2 separate regions of the Capra hircus genome follow, and region 1 is linked to region 2. Evidence: chromatin contacts called from public Hi-C data. All regions are on one chromosome and are shown on one strand. Each heading gives the region's core, a stretch centred on a gene start, on an enhancer-like site or on the middle of the called end of the contact. The rest is flanking DNA. Distances are from core to core; before and after follow the strand shown. Region 1 holds the start of LOC102182683 (growth-regulated alpha protein-like). Region 2 has its middle 19 kb from the start of RASSF6.

Region 1 (4,564 bases), core at 1,922-4,421, 370 kb before region 2:
TTCTCCTCCTGTCCCCAATCTCTCCCAGCATCAGAGTCTTTTCCAATGAGTCAACTCTTCTCATGAGGTGGCCAAAGTACTGGAGTTTCAGCTTTAGCATCATTCCTTCCAAAGAAATCCCAGGGTTGATCTCCTTCAGAATGGACTGGTTGGATCTCCTTGCAGTCCAAGGGACTCTCAAGAGTCTTCTCCAACACCACAGTTCAAAAGCATCAATTCTTCGGCGCTCAGCCTTCTTCGCAGACCAACTCTCACATCCATACATGACCACAGGAAAAACCATAGCCTTGACTAGACAGACCTTAGTCGGCAAAGTAATGTCTCTGCTTTTGAATATACTGTCTAGATTGGTCATAACTTTTCTTCCAAGGAGTAAGCGTCTTTTAATTTCATGGCTGCAATCACCATCTGCAGTGATTTTGGAGCCCAAAAAAATAAAGTCTGACACTGTTTCCACTGTTTCCCCATCACAGTTAAGGTAGAGGTTACAAAAAACACCTTTCTGAACCTTCTGCTTATTAAAAATAACCAACAAAGAGACACATTTGGTGGGAGGCAAATTTTGGTGCCCTAGGGAAAGAGATTTGAAGAGGCCATGTTGATGGCTTTAAGATACAGGAAGATGATCATAAGCTACAAAACACAGATGACCTCTGGAAGCTAAAAAGACCAAGGGGATGGATTTTCCCCTAGTGCCTCCAGAATGAGGCAGCAATGCAGACATCTTGGCCTTAGTCCAGTGGAACTAATTTTGGTCTTCTGACTTCCGGAATTGTAAAAGAATAAGAATATTCTTTTAAACTACTGAATTTGTAATAATTTGTTATAACAGCAATAGAAAACCCAAGTGCTGGGTATTCAAGAGGGAGGATAAAAGAGGTCAAGAAATAAAAGAGAAACTTAAGTAAGAAATTTGTGTAAAAAGCTTTATTTTCATGTTATTTATAAAAATACATCAATAAATACTTAAACTTCTCTATTCCAAGACATAGAGAAACATTTAGATAACTCACACTAAACAAGGCATTATGCCTTACAAGGAAGACATAAAATGTCCAAGGGATATTTAGATCATTGTCATTTGTAAAGGTTCAACATCAGAAATGTTGACTACAGACTGTGAAATGTTTCAATAAATAACAACTGACAATTTCTCTACAAAAAGTAAACGTATACACACATTCCCTACATTAACAGTGATCGTGATCTATCTGTTTGCTTGAACCCTCCACTACTGTCTCTAGCCTTTACTATATTGGATAGTACAGTGTGGAATACCCTCTCCCCAAAAATAGTTTAATAAGTGAAGAACACTTAAAACACATCATCTTCAAATTAAACAGTCAGGATTGAACTAACTTTGAGTTAACATAAAAATAAACTTTGAAACTAACAGTACCGAGAACTGCCAAACACATTCACACCTTTAAATATTACAATATCAATACACAGGCTTTGAAAAATAAATAAATAAATACAGATGTAAATAAATAGAACTCTCATAAGAAACAGCCAAATACATTAAACACAGTCCAGATGGCCCTGGGAGCCATTTGTTTCTCTTCTTTTACTTCAATTCCACTGAGGCTGCTGCAATAGTCAAGAAGCTCCTTCCATCTCTCTTGATCAGTTGGCGCTAGCCCTGCAATGAGAAAATGGTTACTGTTAGTAGGACTCCAAAAACTGACCTCACAGCCCTGCACTATGTGGTTGCTACCTAGACCAATGCTGCACTGTATGACAGAAAATGCCAGGCTCCTAAATGCTATTTAATTAGGAACATGGAGTCTGTGCTAGCAATCTTACTATTTTCAAAAAGCGAGAACATAATGCCACCTTGAGCTAAAAATGTACATGCATGACATCACTTAAGCCACATGGCAAACTCCATTAAATACCTATTACTATTATTCCCCATGTTATTGAGACTTAAAGAGATTAAGTACTTTCCCTGGGGTTACAGGAATAATAAAGGGTGGAATCTAGGCTTGCACTGTGTTGGCAGAGGCCAGGGGGAGGGACATTCCCCTGAAAAGTCCCTGGCTTCACCACCAAGCCTGAGTTCCATATGACCCAAACCCAAGAGTTTTACCTCTCAGGTCTGAAGCTCATGAAAAACTCGAGGTAAAGGGTATTTGTTCCTTAACAGATAGGAAGCATTTTAGCATCATTGGCTAACTCTGCTTCACCTTTTGGGCTCCTCGGTGGCTCAGATGGTAAAGAATCTGCCTACAATACAGGAGACAGGGATTCAATCCCTGGGGCTTCATCTTCCACACTCCAAGAGCAAGCAGGCCAGGAGGCAGTGGAAGTGTCCTTCTGACACCAGAGCAGATTAATGACCCTAATGGCAAATTTAACTTTGAAATAATGATTTTTTTTCATTCTTTCAGCTAAATCCTAGGCTTCTCTGACATAACTTTCAGCAGGCAGAATGACTCTAGTCAGACGATGAATAAAAACCACAACTCACTGGTTTAGCATCTTATCGATGATTTTCTTAACCATGGGGGCGGCGGGGTTGAGACACACTTCCTGACCAGTCTTGAGAGTGGCTCTGCAGAGAGGAGGAAGAATCTACGTGAGGCGGGGGGTCCATTTGAGGGATGGGGTGGGGGCATCGGCACGGTGGGTGGTGATGACGAGGACAGCAACAGAGGTGACACTTACATGACTTCGGCTTGGCCGCAGTGGGGGCCCGGGGGCGTCACCTTCACGCTCTGCATGTTCTTGAGGTGAATCCCCTGCACGGTCTGCAGGCACTGGCAGCGCAGTTCGTTGACCACGGGCGCCCCTGCGGGAAGGACAGAGTGGGTTAGGGGCTGTCCTCACGGGCACCCGCCCGTCCCCGTCCCGCCCTGGGGATCCGGGTCTCACCTGCTGCGCGCCGGCCGGCGGCCACCAGGAGCAGGAGCAGCATCGCGGCGCCGAGGAGCCGGGCGGCGGCGTTCGCGGCTCGGGCCATGGGTCTCAGCTCGGGCGGTCTGTGTCTGCGGCGGGAAGGCTGGCGGGAGCGCTGGCTGAGCGGGCTCTGTGGCTCCCCGAGCCGGGTGAACCCCTTTTATCCTGATCAGAAGGGAGTTGCCAGCCCGGGGGCCAGGGAAATTCCCTGTCCGGAAGGAAGGGGGCCCCGCCCGCCTCACGCGGAATCTGCGCACTCGGAGTGTCATCCACGTACCCAAATCCCCACCGGAGGGTGAGTCGCCTTGCAAGAAGTGTTGTCACATCTTAGAGGAGACAGGCATAGTGACAAACGTTAGTTATTAAGATTGAGGGAATTAAGGCCAGGGAGGAGGGACGGAGAGAGAACTGATTTTCCACGTGTTACTTACACTTCAGTGTCTTGGGACTTGATGATTTTATCCACGTCTGCATAAATACACTCTTAAAGCACAGGTCATCTCAAATTATGCGTGAGAATGTTCTCTTACTTCCCGGTATTTTACGAGCACAAATAAATCACACCTCATGTCATATTATCCCCGCAGTAGTGAGGGGATGACCAGTATCAAAAGTTTAATTTTGTGTTTACATTGCAACTAAAGTGTCGCAATCCTACAAAGCTTCCTTCCCCGGTGAAATTCTGGAACTTCCAGACCTCGAGTAGATTCATGAATACCAGCGCTTTTTTTTGGCGTAGAGTGTGTTGATTTGATTAATCTGTGAACTAAGGGACACGTGGTCATTTGGACCTATTCCAGGGAGAGAAAGGTGTGTCCCGGTTCAGTTTCTAGTTTTGTTCAAGAACAAAATAAGTCACAGGAATTGGAGTTGGGGGGGCGAGGAATGCCTAGTGCCAGTAGTGAGGGTAGCACCCTTCACTCTTCTAACCAAAAAAACAGGTGTTCCTGTGAAATATCTAAGAGCTAAAATCATGAATGTCATACCATTTACTTGTCTGATGGTCACAAATCTCATTTTATCTTCATCTTATATGGACTATTCTGCTTCCAGTGATTTGATTTCCTTCCAGAGAAATAATTGTTGTCATATTTTATTTGTACTGATTTCTAAAAAGACACTTCAAGCAGTTGATTGAAGACATCATAATTGTGTAGTTTATTTTTCACCCTTAGTTTTAATGTCCTTTGTTGGATTATGCTCAGGTAGGTTTCAGATGTTTAGGAGTGATTCTGGATGCAGATCTGTTAAAAGTGAGGGGATACCCAGTGGTAAGCAAGAGAGGGGAGGGGAGGGGAGGTTGGAAGGGTGGGTAAAGACACAGAGCAGGTCTCTGATCGAGGCTGCAAAGCAGGAATTTCAGCTCTCAGAAATATTGATCCATGGCATTTAATTGTCCGTGCCTTAAGTTTCTCATCTGTAAAATAGAGATGAACTGTAATATCTACTTTAACCAGCGTTACCGTGAATAAATGTATTAGCATTTGAAAACACCTGTACATATTAAATGCTATAAATAATTTTTTAAAAACTAAAATGGAAATTGCTTTTTCCATATTACTAAGCTGAAATTAATCAGGATAAAATCTTTGCACAAAGAGAAAAGAATTATTGAAAAAAAAAACAAAATAAAAATAAAAACTCTTCCAACATCAAATGTTTG
Region 2 (4,321 bases), core at 1,719-4,218:
AATATTCAGGGTTGATTTCCTTTAGGACTGGCTGGTTTTATCTCCTTGTATCTCCTTTAGCTGACATCTCTGCTTGTCTCAGAGGCTTTCTGGTGATGTGATTCAGATATCCATTCTCAAAAATACCAAAAGCCCTGAGCACCAGGATTTTTTCAAAGCAGAATTACTATCCTTGTCTATTTTCCATAAAAACTGAGCCAAGAGGCACCTAAGTGGATCACCTGAGTTTGCTCCAGTGGTATGGGAGGCTGTAAAACACCATGTTCAATAAGAGGACACATTGCCAAAGAAAATGAGAGTCAGCCCATGACCATGAGCTTCACTGGTACTCAGCGCAGTGCCTGGCACCAAGAAAGCTTTCATCATCCTCAGCGAAGATGTGAGGGAGGAAAAGGAGCCTACTGTTCAGATGAAATTGCTTAGCGGGGTGTGTGTGCGTGTGTGTGGGGGGGGTGGTATTTCGTTTGAACCTGAAGCACAGTAGGTGCTCAATAAATATGATTTGAAAACATTATGCATGTACATTTTGAAAAATAAGGAATTTGTAATCATTTACATTCTCCTTGCTGTCTCCAAACAACATAGGAGCAGCTGATCTCTCACCATGAAGGAAGATGCTTATATATTAAAGGATGCAGATTTTTTTCCTATTTATATTATATTCCATTATATATTTTATTTTTATATTCCTGTTATGTTAATCCTTTATATGTTTCTGACCCTCCTGCATTTGCCATTCCAGTCTCCTATCTTTAGACTGAAGAAGAGGCTGATTACTATTTTTTCTGTATGTGTCACAAATGAAAAAAAAAAAAAAACGAAAAAAGTAATCGCATGGACAGCACGATTAGTTACCTTAGCTGAGGTGGCAGCTTAGGCAAGTCTCTTAATCTGAGGCCTCTGTGGTATAATAAAGCTGGCTGCTGTATATCAGCTCCTTTCCATTCTTAGATTGACAGTTTTTCCATTAAATGAAAAGTGCATTTGTAGCAGTCACAAAAATGTCTCAGTGGCTGCCACTAGAGGGCGCCACAACCCAAGACTTGAGATGAGGTTGCCTCCAAGGCCCCTGTCCTGCAGCTGCAGTGAGATACTGCTTTGTATGACAACGCATCACTTTTTGCTGTAAAGTGCTGCATTGAATTGCATCAGACTATGTCATGTGAATTAGATTTATATGGTATTTAATTCTACTGCCTTAGAGAAAGTCTTCTCTATTTGCTATTACATTTTAAAACTGATACCTATCATTCATGCCCATGATTGTCAGGTTCTTACAAAAACAGTGGCTGAAACTGAAAGGCAAAGAGCATCACTCATCTCAGGAAATCTTTATCAGACTCATTTAGAAAGAGGAGGCATGTTCTAGTTGAAAGGGCATGGGTACTGAAATCTATTTTGTGAACCACTGCCTCTTCAGAGCCTTCAAAACATTGCTTGCAGACAGTAGAAGCTCAAGAATATATTTCAGTGAATTAGACATGGTTCTGTTCCATGTATGGTTTTATCATGGTGAACTTGGGCAAAATATTTAATCCAATATTTCTCAGAGTGGGTCCCCTGACTACCCATAGTTGAACCTGTTAGAAAACAGAAACAGGCTCACAGACCCAGAAAACAAACCTACAGTTGCCAAAAGGGAAAGTGGGGGAGGGGTAAATTATGAGTCTGAGATGAACAGATACGTACAACATATATATTCGTATGTATATGTATATATAAGTCACTTTGCTGTACACTTGAAACTAGGACAACATTGTAAATCAACTATACTGCAATAAAAAAAATATAAATAAGTTTTAAAAATAAGTTATATGTTCTATGCAGGAAATTAAGCAAGCAAGAGGGATGGGCAGTGCCAGCATGGGGGTGGGAGTGCAATTTTAGGTGAGGAATCTCTGTGGAGGTAACAATTCAGCAAAAACTCAAGATAAGCCATATGCACGTCTCCTCTGGGGGGAATGTGTGTCGGGATAAAGGAAACAGCAATTGCAAACACCTTGAGTGATCATCAGGAGGCCTGCATGGCTAGAAAAAAGAGTGTTGATTTTCCCTAGTATGTCAATTTGCTCTAGTGATAAAGAACCCACCTGTCAATCAGGAGACATAAGATACTCGGGTTGGATCTATGGATCGGGCTATCTCTCAGAGAAGGAAGTAGCAATCTACTCCAGTGTTATTGCCTGGAGAATTCCATGGACAGAGGAGTCTGGTGGGCTACAGTTCACAGAGTCATAGTGAACATGACTGAGCATGTGCAGAAACAATACATTTGTCAAAACTTGCCCAATGGAACATGTAAGATTTGCACATTTCATTGCACCTAAAAAAGGGAATAGCATTTGGTTTATACACAAATAATGAACTCTAGTTAATCATGTTAATAATATGCACACAGAGGTATTTAGGGGTGAACAAGCTGATTTCTATAATTTATTTTAAATGGATCAAAACATAACATGATAAAGAATGAATAGATGGATGGGTGGATAAATAAATATACAATTTAAAAAAGCAAGTATAATAAAGGGTTAACTGCTAAATCCATAGAGTGAGTCCATAATTATTCACTGTAAAAGTCTCTCTACTTTTCTGTATATTTGAAATTTTTCATAACAAACTGATCGGTTCAGGTTTTCCTACCCCAGCACTGGTTCCGACGGAGATTTTGCTCATGGATTTCTGTTCCAGTAAGTCTTGATTCTCTGTCTCTTCAACTTGGTGGAAGTGGTTTGATGGTGACCTCATTTCTCTTACAGACCTAAGAAGAGTCGCTGCATTTTTCAGTCTGATCAGCATTTTACTTGTTAGAACAGAGTGGTGATTTCCAAGCTCCTTAATCCTAGACAGAAACCAGAAATCTCTACTTTATCCCTTAGATTTGTGACTGAGGCCATGAAGGGGAGGCGTGGTGGCGGCAGCTGAAGGGCCAGCTTCACAGCGGGGACTTTTGGAGGCCTTGGGCATGAACGGGACAGCTGGGGCTGGCGTCAGTGTGGCCGAGAGCAGAAACTGCTGACACAGGCACCATTTGGAGCCTCTGCAGTGACGAGGTTGGAAACCTCAGGATGAAACCCTCAGGCCTCAGCCTCTTCCAAAGAAACCCAGCAGCAGAGGAACAAGGGTGACCTTGGCTGGCTGCAGATGGAGGTCATGGAGAAGAAAATGGAGGACTCGGCCGCGATCCCTAGAGAAATCTAGAAGCCCTAAGATGGGATTTTGCCAGGACTGGGTTCTGGTGCCGTGTCGGCAGAGAACAAATCGTAGTGAACCGTGGGGTTATATTTACCCCAGACTGACCCACAGCTCACCCTCATGATGGTCCATATCTCCCTTGACTGAAGTTTCTGGGTTAAGACAAATGATTAGAGCAAAGAGAGTCGGGAACAGCAGATGTCAGTAGCAGAAAAGAAAATGTGTTGAAATCTGCCGTGCTAGCAAGCCTCACATAGGTCAGGTAGTAACATGCTGCTGCTGCTGCTGCTGCTAAGTTGCTTCAGTAGTGTCTGACTCTGACCCCATAGATGGCAGCCCACCAGGCTCCTCTGTCCCTGGGATTCTCCAGGCAAGAACACTGGAGTGGGTTGCCATTTCCTAATGCATGCATGCATGCTAAGGCTCTTCAGCTGTGTCCAACTCTGTGCGACTCCATGGACAGTACCCTGCCAGGTTCCTCTGTCCATGGGATTCTCTAGGCAAGAATACTGGAGTGGGTTGCCATTTCCTTCTCCGAGTAACATATGTAGAAAGCAAAATTGGTAATGTGTGTCCTGGAAGGACAGCCTGAATATCACTGAGCATGGGTGTCTGCAGACTCAAGTTCTCCAGCTTTATAAAGAATGGCAAAGAAACCAGACTCAAAGTGAGAGGTTGGCAGGAACAAGGGCACTCTCTTGCCATAAAATTGCAACAGAAATGTGAGTCTCTGAGGTTCAGGTTCCAGGAAGATGTACCAATAGGAGCCTAAACATATGAATGCCAGCCCACTGCTTCTGATGACAACTGATATGGATTTAGAGTGGGGCGGACGGGTTAGTTAATCCCTGCTTGTTCACTGGAGGCCTAGAAATACATGAGTCTCAGCCTATGACAGCTCAGCCTTCTACAAGCAAAGGTGACCACAGGACCTTGGTCTGGATGCAGGAAGCTAAACTGTACACAGAATGAGGCGATGGGTTCTCTGCTCCCACCCCTGCTGTCTCTCTCTACCTTTTCCCCAGGCTTTAGTTTTGCTGGGCTGAGCATCATGGGATGGGGAAGTAAGACTGACGTGGACTGCTTGGACACACATGAAATTTAAAGAAGGAAGAGCTGCCCCCTA

The links. Hi-C and Micro-C count contacts between places; a contact is called where the count stands out from the background.
Region 1: a contact with region 2 is called in a Hi-C map of blood, with 3 times the contacts expected there. The contact joins the promoter of LOC102182683 here to the enhancer-like site in region 2. A contact is called at or near these places in 2 of 5 Hi-C or Micro-C datasets (blood and liver).

What each region holds. Positions count from the first base shown.
Region 1 is chr6:89,600,355-89,604,918 of ARS1.2, reverse strand. It overlaps LOC102182683 (growth-regulated alpha protein-like), which reads right to left and starts at 3,171. Exons shown (of 4, transcript XM_018049579.1): 1 at 2,878-3,171; 2 at 2,671-2,794; 3 at 2,474-2,557; 4 at 919-1,642. The coding sequence starts at 2,965. The coding sequence ends at 1,627.
Region 2 is chr6:89,228,173-89,232,493 of ARS1.2, reverse strand. No RefSeq gene overlaps it. Among named protein-coding and RNA genes, the nearest start is that of RASSF6, 19 kb to the right of the region's middle. Within about 2 kb of position 2,968, at least 2 of the 5 cell types and tissues checked have an H3K27ac peak or open chromatin away from gene starts, as enhancers often do.